Linked DNA regions of Mus musculus: region 2 is linked to region 1. Evidence: chromatin contacts called from public HiChIP or PLAC-seq data. All regions are on one chromosome and are shown on one strand. Each heading gives the region's core, a stretch centred on a gene start, on an enhancer-like site or on the middle of the called end of the contact. The rest is flanking DNA. Distances are from core to core; before and after follow the strand shown.

Region 1 (4,549 bases), core at 963-3,462:
CCCCCAACTCTTTTCACAGATGAAGAAATGGAGGCTCAAACATGTCCACTTGTCCCAAGTCACACGGTTTGTGAAGAAGTGGGTCAGGGTGTCTCTGGTCACCTCTGGTCACCCACATCCGTTGCACCATGGCTTTGCCTGCTAACATGCTTCCATTCACTGTTGTTGTTAGAGGACCTGGAGCTTCCTAACTGCCCTAGATGGGGCGCAGGCAGTCTCCAGCGATAAGGCCTATACAACGCCACTGGAAAGTGGTGGCATTTGTTTGTTTGTTTATTGGAGCTATAGTGTATGAACTTAATTGGTGCTTACTCAATTTGCATAAACTTGATATCAAGTATTTACCAGTCAGTTTCCACTGTAAATATTGGTTTTCTCTGGTAAGGATTTGCCCATAGACTCATACTGATGATGCTTTCGTGAGCCTAGGACAGGAGGTTCTTAGAGGCTACCCCAAGGTGGACAGTGACTCCATGTGATATGGCAACTCTTAGTTGGTGAGTGACTCTCTGAGCTTGAGACAGGTCAAGGCAAGTGGGGGGGGGGGCTCCTGTGTGACATGTTCATCATCCTTAACATATTTTGTAACCAGATGATAACCACCAGGGACCAGGGCACCTCAGACCAAGCTCATCCAGGGTGGTCACTAGCATTCAGTGTGATAAACACACACACACACACACACACACACACACACATACACACCAAACCAGACGTGAGCTCTCCATGGCTTCTTTCAGTCATTTTCCAAATATTTACTGCCTACTCTCCGTGCCAGGTGTGGTGCTGGTCACTGCCACTCCAAAGATGACCAAATGAGGGACTCTGCTCTAAATGTGTCGGCGGTCTAGTAGGCAGAGCTGTAAAATACATAGTAACAATATAACAAAAGCAGCGAAGAGGTACCCCAGCAGAGCCTGTTCACACGGTGGGCAGAAAAGCCTGGCTGCCCATCGCTCTGGGGCAGGGCAAAAAATGCACACAGAGCCAAAGAACTCCAATCCCTCCCTGGAAGATCTTGATGCTTTACGACTTACAACTGGTCTGTCCTTGACCTTACTAAGAGGAAGTTGCAGGCCGGGTACCTACGGTAAGAAGGCTGAATGCGCTGGGTAGGAAGCATAGGTACGGACGGCTGCCACTCACAGTTGTGCAGGTCGTGGCTGTGTGTAGGACCTGGCTTACCAAAGGAAAGGGTGACTTTTACTGTGTATGCCCAGATTGCTGGATCTGCCATCAGAAGACGTGGTGAACCGTGGCCTTTTTTCTTCTCCCTAACTCCCCCCACATCCCTTTCTTTCTTAAATTTTTGTTGTTGTTGTTTGGGTTTTTTTGTTGTTGTTTTGGGGTTTTTTGTGTTGCTGTTTTTTGTTTGTTTTGTATGCTTAGTCTGCAATCCAGGCTTGCTTGGAACTCACAATATTATTCAGACTGCCTTAAACTCACAGCAACCCTCCTGCCTCAGCCTGAGGTGTGTGTCTGTGACCATTTCTTTTGATTCAAGTGGAAATCAAGCTCCCATGAGTTGCTCTGGTTAAGGCCCGGGGCACACTTCTTGCCCGGTCAGTTGGGGTTCAGAGCCGCACAGTCCTGTTGGATACTCATAGGAATGGGATTTGGTGCAGTGGTGGTGAAGGCCCTGGAGGAAGGGCAGGGTTGGAGAAGGAGCCAGGGACGCTGAGGCTCGCTCTTGAAGGGCTGGGCCCAGTGTGGGTAGAAATACCATCTGAGGTGGGCCTGAGGCACAGACAGGAGAGATGGACAAGTTACAAGCTGATAACACTCTGGGTCTGTCATCTCCCTTTCTTAAGGGCACAGGGTGGGCATCTGTTTTAACAAGATCAACAGGTGATACTGGTACATAGGGAAGATGGCAGCCTTCTGCGCTCACAACAGAACAAGTTATAATTAACTCAGCTTGATCAACCTGCTGAGGAAGTCCTCCCTCAATAGTGTGCTGTGTAGAGACACTGAGACAGGGACTGAGCTGCCGAAGCTACACAGGACCTAGGTGTTGAGGCTACCCCACATTACCTCCTAGGCCAGGCTTTGAGTTTTCTGTCCTCTGTCTTGCTGTCACAACTCTTACCAGACTTTCAGAGCAAGCTGAGAAAGCAGCTGTGCACCCACCTCGAGCTCTCCGGTGAGTTGCTGGGCGTGGAGGGCCAGCCAGACGGCTCTCACGCTCACGCTGCCAAGGGAATGAGGAGTTGGGAAATCAGAGGTATGCTCCACCCTGAAAACCGGGCTTACTGGTGACTCACACAATTGATTCGTCCCATTCCGTGGTGATCACCACTAAAGAGCATGCATCTGACACCCCAAAGTATGTGGGCATCTTTGCGGGGTACCATATGAAGCAAGTGAAAATGTCAGGTACCTGCCTTGGAGGCCAAGCTGAGCAGGTGTAGAGGCCCTCCCACGGGCCTCATTTGCCCTTAGACACACCCATCTAACCACTCACTCCACAGAGACCTGCACCCCTCTGTAAGGCTATTGACAGTACCACCTACAGCTCCCTGAGCAAGCAGTGCAGACGACCTGGGGAGGGCTAAGAAAGCCCAGCGACAGGCCCAGCGAAGGTGCCAGTCACTTTCCTACAGCGATAAACACGTGCCCCTGAAGACAGCCCCTTCAGTGTCTACTCTTCCAGTCCTCTCATGGGAAGGCCTTTCTTGCCCCTATCTTCTTCTTCCCTTATTGGTCAGAGTTAGCAGTGTCTGCGGCTCTGCTCCATGTCCCCCCTCCCTCCCTAAAAAAACTTTGTCAGTGATAGCTGCCATTGAATTCCATTTTCCCAGAAGTGAACTTACTAGGTGGGACTAGGAAGGCTGCATTTAAAAAGTGCCCGGGGATTCCCAGGCAGCTGGGCAGGGGCACACTTATGAAAAAACACCAGACGAGGCAGAATGCTTGTGAGTGTGACACAGCAAAGAGGAAGGGACAGAATCGAGTCCGGCTGTGTCACCCAGCTGGGAAGGAAGATCACAGGCAAACAGAGAGATTTACATCCTTCAAATCCCTAGGGTGCTCAAGTTGGGGAGGACCCGTGGCTGGCCCTGTGACAGTACTGCATGATCCTTGGCGCAAATGTCTCCGTAACTTTTGTACCTCGGACTCCTACCTGCCTTACCTTCTTCAAAGCCCTGGTGATGACAACCAAGCCTGGCAAATAGAAAGCACTCTGGATACGTTTGATGAGTTAAGAAATACATGTATTGAACAGTTTACTACTGAGTATGAACTAAGACAAAAGGTGTGGGTAACTGACTGGGTGTAAGGGCAAACCAGGCAGAGAGTGTATCTAGAAATGGGTGTCTCACTTTGCTCTCTAGTGCTATGGTAAGATACCACGACCACGAGAAACCTGGGAAGGAAAGGATTCATCTCACTTCCACATCACAGACCATCATGGAAGGGAGTCAGGGCAGGAAGTGATGTGGAGGCCATGGAGGGTGCCGCTTACTGGCTTCCTCTGCACGGCTTATTCAGCCCGTTCTCTTCTAGCATCTGGGACCAGCCCAGAGGTGGCCCCACCCCTTGTGGACTGGGCCCACCCACATGAATCAACAATCAAGAAAATGGACCACAGGCCAGGTGAAGGCATTTTCCTGAACTGTGGTTCCCTCTTCCAAAATTACTCTAGCCTGTGTCAAGTTGACACAAAAACTACGCAGCACAGACGGCAAACTTGCGGTGAAAGAGACTAGTGGTCTAGGGAGCTCAGCTCTCTTGACACTGAAAGAAATGGAGGAGGCTGGGTACAGTGAAGGGGCCTGACACACCTTCACCAGACAGTAAGCTCCTGGAAGCAGGCGTCTGCTCTGTGGGGAGGGCCCAATCCTAGGTACAGTCCAGGGACACAGCACACTACACATTTACTTGCCAAATGACTGAAAGACAACTGCCAGCCTCAGTGTTCCAGGGATACATACCATGTGTAAGCAGTTTGATCACTGAGTCCAGAGTAGCAAGAGTCTGTTCTTGGTAGAGGTCCAACATAAAGGGCCTCCAACCACCTATCCCATTGGCTCCATATGTGATCCAGTATCAAGACCCCTGAGGAGTCACAAGAATAGTACTGACCTGCCAGGTTTCCCACCCAGATCAATGACCTCTGGATTTGTAGGAGGGGTCTGTCTATATCTGTATGTCTCAAGTTTACGGTCTCCTAGGCTCAGCAACTCTCATTGAGGCTTGGGAGATTTGGGAGTAGCTGTGAGCTCCAAAGAGGAAGCTTCCAGCCGAGACCCAACAGTGGAGTTTAGAAACCCGATTTTGACCTGGGCAGTAGTGATACACACCTTTTATTCCAGCATTTAAGAGGCAGAGGCAAGGCAGATCTCTGAATTTGAAGTCAGCCTGGTTTACAGAGCAAGTTTCAGGATACCCAGGGCTACACACAGAAAAACCCTATATCACGAAGAAGAAGACAAAGAGGGGGAGGAGAAGGAAGAGGAGAAAGAAGAGGATGAAGAGGATGAAGAAGAGGAGGAGGAAAAAGAGGAGGAGGAAGAAGAGGAGGAGGAGGAGGAGGAAAAGGAGGAGC
Region 2 (4,549 bases), core at 1,343-3,842, 130 kb before region 1:
TGGAGGTCAAGCAAGTCCATCTTTCCTGCTTTGGAAAGTTGAGGGCAGGAGAAGGAGCCAAGGGGTTAGAACTCATCCAGGAGGAGAGGCACTAAGGGAAGGCCTGCATCTTCTCCACAGCCTGTGATTATCTCTCAGCAGACGATGCCGTGGGTTCACAAGAGGAGCCAACCGCGGGGAGGAAGACTGCCAAGCACGAGAATCTTCTGGTGTTTTTTTTTTTTTTTTTTTAATTTTTAAAAGAAACAAGAACAGTTGCAATTATAATTGTGGACCTTCAGTGATGGTGTCTCCCAGCAACAAGACAGATCCTGCTGTATCCCACCCTCTTCCCAGGCAGAGCGAACCAGAAGGTGTCGCCTGTCACAAAGCAGCTCCCTCCCAGCCCTGACCTGGCTCACCTATGTCCTTACCTCTGCTCCATGCCCCCTCGCCTGTGGCTGCCCCCTGAACCCTGTTCTCTTTATGACAGCTGTCCTTGAGTCACCTCAGCCTCCAGCCTTGGGCTCTCTGAGTCACGGAAATCAGAGCCAGGCCTCCTGAGCTCCTGCCCTGGTAGCCTGGCTGTGCCCTGGGAGGAAGGGAGATACAAGAAGAGAGGAAAGGTGGGGAGCCCCGGGGTGTGGGAGCTTAAGGTAAGCAATGCCTGGACACCTGCCAAAATAAACAGGCCACCCCTGTCCCAGGCACAAAGGGCTCTCTGAGAGAGAGGTCACTCCCAGACCCATGTGGCATCCTGGAGGCTCATGTTTCTTAACATAAAACATGCCATTCCCAGTCAGGACTGGGTGTGGCTCATGCTTTGACTCCTGGTGGGTGGGGCTTGTGGGCTCCCAGTGACCCATCTGGATGGTGTTTGTCTGTCCTTGCTGAGACCTGATCGGCACAGAAAAATGGGGAGAGGCCAGACAGCCGGTTTCTCTTGCAGATGTGGGTAGTTCTGGTGCCTCTGGACTACACTTTCAATTGTCTACTCCCGTCTCGTCTCCCTTTGTCTGTCTGTCTGTCTCTGTCTTTCACTCATATGGGCACCCATGCATACTCAGAGTCCAAATGAGAGAAGATCTCTAATCAAACTACCCCTAAATCAGCCTTCTCTCCTGCTTTATACCATTGTCATAGAGAAATTAAACTAGGACCCAGAGAAGTAGGCTGTGAACACAGAGTAAGAGTCTGCGCTCTCAGTAATGCTCCTCTGGTGACCAAGGGAACAGACCAGTCAGGAGGTTACAAAACCTTCTGTGGACCTTGTGTGGTTTGTGCTTTCAGGAGAAAGAGTTGGAACAAGGTATCTTGTGACTCCTCAGTTCATAGTTCGGTCTCAAAGCCACAAGAACAGGCAGCCAAGCACCAGAGCCACCTGCCACACAGCTCTGATCCTTGAGTCTTGTTACACAGTTTCTGAGGCCCTGATAATGTACCTCAGGAGTAGCTAACATAGTCCCTCCCTGGACCTCAACTGAGACAGGTTCTTTGAGCATGGAGCCTCAGTCTCTCCAGCACATCTGGCTGTATGAACTGCAAAGACATCTAGTTATTGAACAGACCTTTCTTTTTAAAATCTTATTTATTTTTATGTGTATGGGTGTTTTGTCTGCATATATGACCACATTATGTGTGTGCCCGGTGCCTGCAGAAGTCAGAAGAAGGCGTCAGATCCACTGGAACTGGAGTTACAGATGGTTGTAAACTGCCGAGTGGGTGCTGGGAATTGAACCTGAGGCCTCTGGAAGAGCAACCATTGTTTCTAACTGCAGAGCCATCTCTCCAGCCCCAGTATAAAGCTTTCTTGGGCACCAGCTATGGGCCAATAGACAAAACCTTCAACAGCCAACCCCTGGGGCTTACAGTAGACAGGATGAAGTTTCTCCCTGTACGGGTCAGCTATGGCGCCTCTCACAAGTCCTCAGTCTGGGCCAGCCAGCAGTCCTGTGGGCAGTAGCTTGCAGGGTCGTTTGCTGCTGAGGGCTGTTTGGGAAGATCTGTTCAGTACCTTTCTCAGTTCTGGATGCTTTAGGGTTTGGAGCTTCTGGGCTTGTGGAAGCATCACCTGACCTTGGCTCTACTTCACAATGTGTCTATTGCCACAATGTTTCTTTTCTTTTCCCTTTCTCTCTCTTTCTTTGTCTCTTTCTCCCTTTCTCCCTTTCTCCCACTCTCTCTCTCTCTCTCTCTCTCTCTCTCTCTCTCTCTCTCTCTCTCTCTCCCTCATGTTTTTGTTTTGTTTTATGAGATAAGGTTTCTCTGTGTAGCCTTGGCTCTCCTGGAACTCACTCACTCTGTAGACCAGACTGGACTCAAACTTGGAGATCTGACTACCTCTGCCCACTGAGTGCTGGGATAAAAGGTGTGCACCACCGTACCTGCTGAATTTTTCTTTTTTAGAAGGACAAGGTCAGTGGTGGTGCATGCCTCTAATCCCAGCACTTCGAAGGCAGAGGCTAGCAGGTTTCTGAGTTTGAGACCAGCCTGGTCTACAGTGTGAGTTCCAGGACAGCCAGGGCTACACAGAAAAACCCTGTCTCAAAAACACAAAAAGGAGGAGGGGGGAGGAGGAGGAGGCCATTGCATCAAAGCACCTGCTAGGGCCTCATCCTAATCTGATCATTCACAGGACTGTTTCCCTGAAGGGTGCCTTCTGGGGTGCTGAGGGTTAGATCCCAGTATGCCATTTTAGGGGTGAACATAGTACCTTCTCTAGGGAAGCTTAGGCTGGTGTGGAGCAGAGTGTCGCCCCCAGGACACTTCAGTTTCTGACAAGGTCTTCTGTGAACACCTCTGATTGGTGAAACCAGGTCACATGCCCGCTCCTCGCTGTCTCACTAGCTAGGAATTTTGTGTCTGACTCCTTCCTACCTTGAGGAGGCATGGAAAGTACTGTGGGCTTTCCCCCAGAGCAGGAAGAGCATTCCAACGACTCATCCAAACAAGGCATCAGAAATCCACTGCACAAGGACTTGCAGGTTTCTTCCCAAAGAGTCCCTGAGCCGGAGTGGGGTGAGACAGCAGCTTCGTCTTGTCTCTTCCTTGTGCTGTCCATGCAGCACCTCACATTCAATAAGCATGTTCTATAAGCCAGACAATGTTCTGCCTTTATTACTTATTGGCTATTCTTGTGTGGTACGTGTGTGGGGTTGCTTCTCTTCCTCCATCATCCATTTCAAGGCTCAAACGCAGGCAGCTGGTCTTGGCAGCAATCACCTGTACTCTCTGAGCTATGTCACTGACCCAGTTTCTAATCTCCTGTATTGCCTTTTTTAATCCTTCTCTTGCCCCTTCCACAGATGAGAAGACTGAGGACCAGGAGGACCAGGAACTTAACCTAACAGGTGGGAGAGACACATATGAATCAACAGTTCATGGACAGAGGAAATGAGAGGTGGAGCCAGAACCCTCCTGGCCACTATTCATTGACAGGAGTGAGAGCTGTAAGCTGCTGCCCTGCTGCCCCTGACTGGAATGTCCACTGTGCACCCCTAAACCAAGGCACTCTGTCCAAGTGCTTGAGAGCCCTGAAAGGAGGAGGAGAGAAGGCACCAGAGGGGTGGGGGTGGGAGTCCAGTCTGGAGTCTCTGTCTGCGTAGGTGGCTGAGGAGAGGCTACATCAAAGGGGTGGCTCCTGAACTTCTGACCCTGCTGGGTATTCACAGATGTCTCCCTGCAAGGGCAGGGAGGGTCTCTCGATGGTCCCTTGCCAGGGAGCCACTACACACAGGGCCAGGCTGTCCCCAAGCCTCTTCCCTGAAGACCTAGGAGAGGCCATGTGGCTGAGAGAGTAGGCTTTCTAGCTGAGCTGCATTGAGAATGTGGTTCAGGCTCTTGACATGTCCAGAGACAGAGACCTGGGACCCTGGTCTGTAGAGTTGAGTTTCGAGCCTTACTATGCAAAGAACAGAGCAAGCTGTCATGACTCTGTTTATACCAGGGACATCTGTCATTCCAGGGAGTGCTGGACTCACCCTAGTGCTTGACTTTCCAAAGGAAGCAGGGTGCATGTTAGCATCTTGAGGTTGGGGTTTGTAGTAGCACATGTCTGTCTTTCCTTCCTCCTGTGTGTGTATCCCCTACTGAGGAGGGCAGGAAACAGCAATAAAGGGCCAGGTGTGGTGGCAAGCATTCCCAGTTCTGTTTGGGTTATAGGGCATGAGGGCTTCATGAGCCCAGAAGCTCAGACCTTGCCTGGCAACATAGCTAGCATCATTCCCTTCAGCCTGATTCACAGTCAGGTAAGACTAGAATGCCTTTCTATCCGCCAGCAGTACAGTCCACAACAACATACAGAAATAAGAAAGAGAAGGAAAAAGAAATTATCCGCTGGAAGTCTTTATTATAAACTATGAAATATGAAGTTAATAAAAAGTTGCAGAAATGTTTCCAAAAATCAATAATGTTCCAGAGCTTTAAAACTGGATTAATTTCATAATAACAGAAGAATATTAATGTGTATTGTAGGCTTATTCCTAAGTGTCTCCCCACAAATAAGCAGAGAAGAGGGGCATTTATAGAATTTGAAAATAAAATGAGGTCCTGCCTGAATTTCCAGCCATCC

The links. HiChIP or PLAC-seq counts read pairs in DNA pulled down with a chosen protein or histone mark.
Region 2: a contact with region 1 is called in a FOXA1 HiChIP or PLAC-seq map of pancreatic cancer cells. The contact joins the promoter of G930009F23Rik here to the enhancer-like site in region 1. A contact is called at or near these places in 3 of 484 Hi-C or Micro-C datasets (the HL-1 cell line, bone marrow-derived macrophages and rod photoreceptor) and 10 of 115 datasets of contacts at active chromatin or transcription factors (the HPC-7 cell line, bone marrow-derived macrophages, double positive thymocytes and 6 more).

The regions. Positions count from the first base shown.
Region 1 is chr15:38,321,779-38,326,327 of GRCm38.p6, reverse strand. All of the region lies in intron 1 of Gm35248 (a long non-coding RNA gene), which reads right to left. Among named protein-coding and RNA genes, the nearest start is that of Klf10, 23 kb to the right of the region's middle. Within about 2 kb of position 2,212, at least 34 of the 459 cell types and tissues checked have an H3K27ac peak or open chromatin away from gene starts, as enhancers often do. A contact at or near this core is called in pancreatic cancer cells, where this site is marked.
Region 2 is chr15:38,453,551-38,458,099 of GRCm38.p6, reverse strand. G930009F23Rik (a long non-coding RNA gene) reads left to right here and starts at 2,592. Exons shown (of 6, transcript XR_875184.1): 1 at 2,592-2,997; 2 at 3,285-3,329.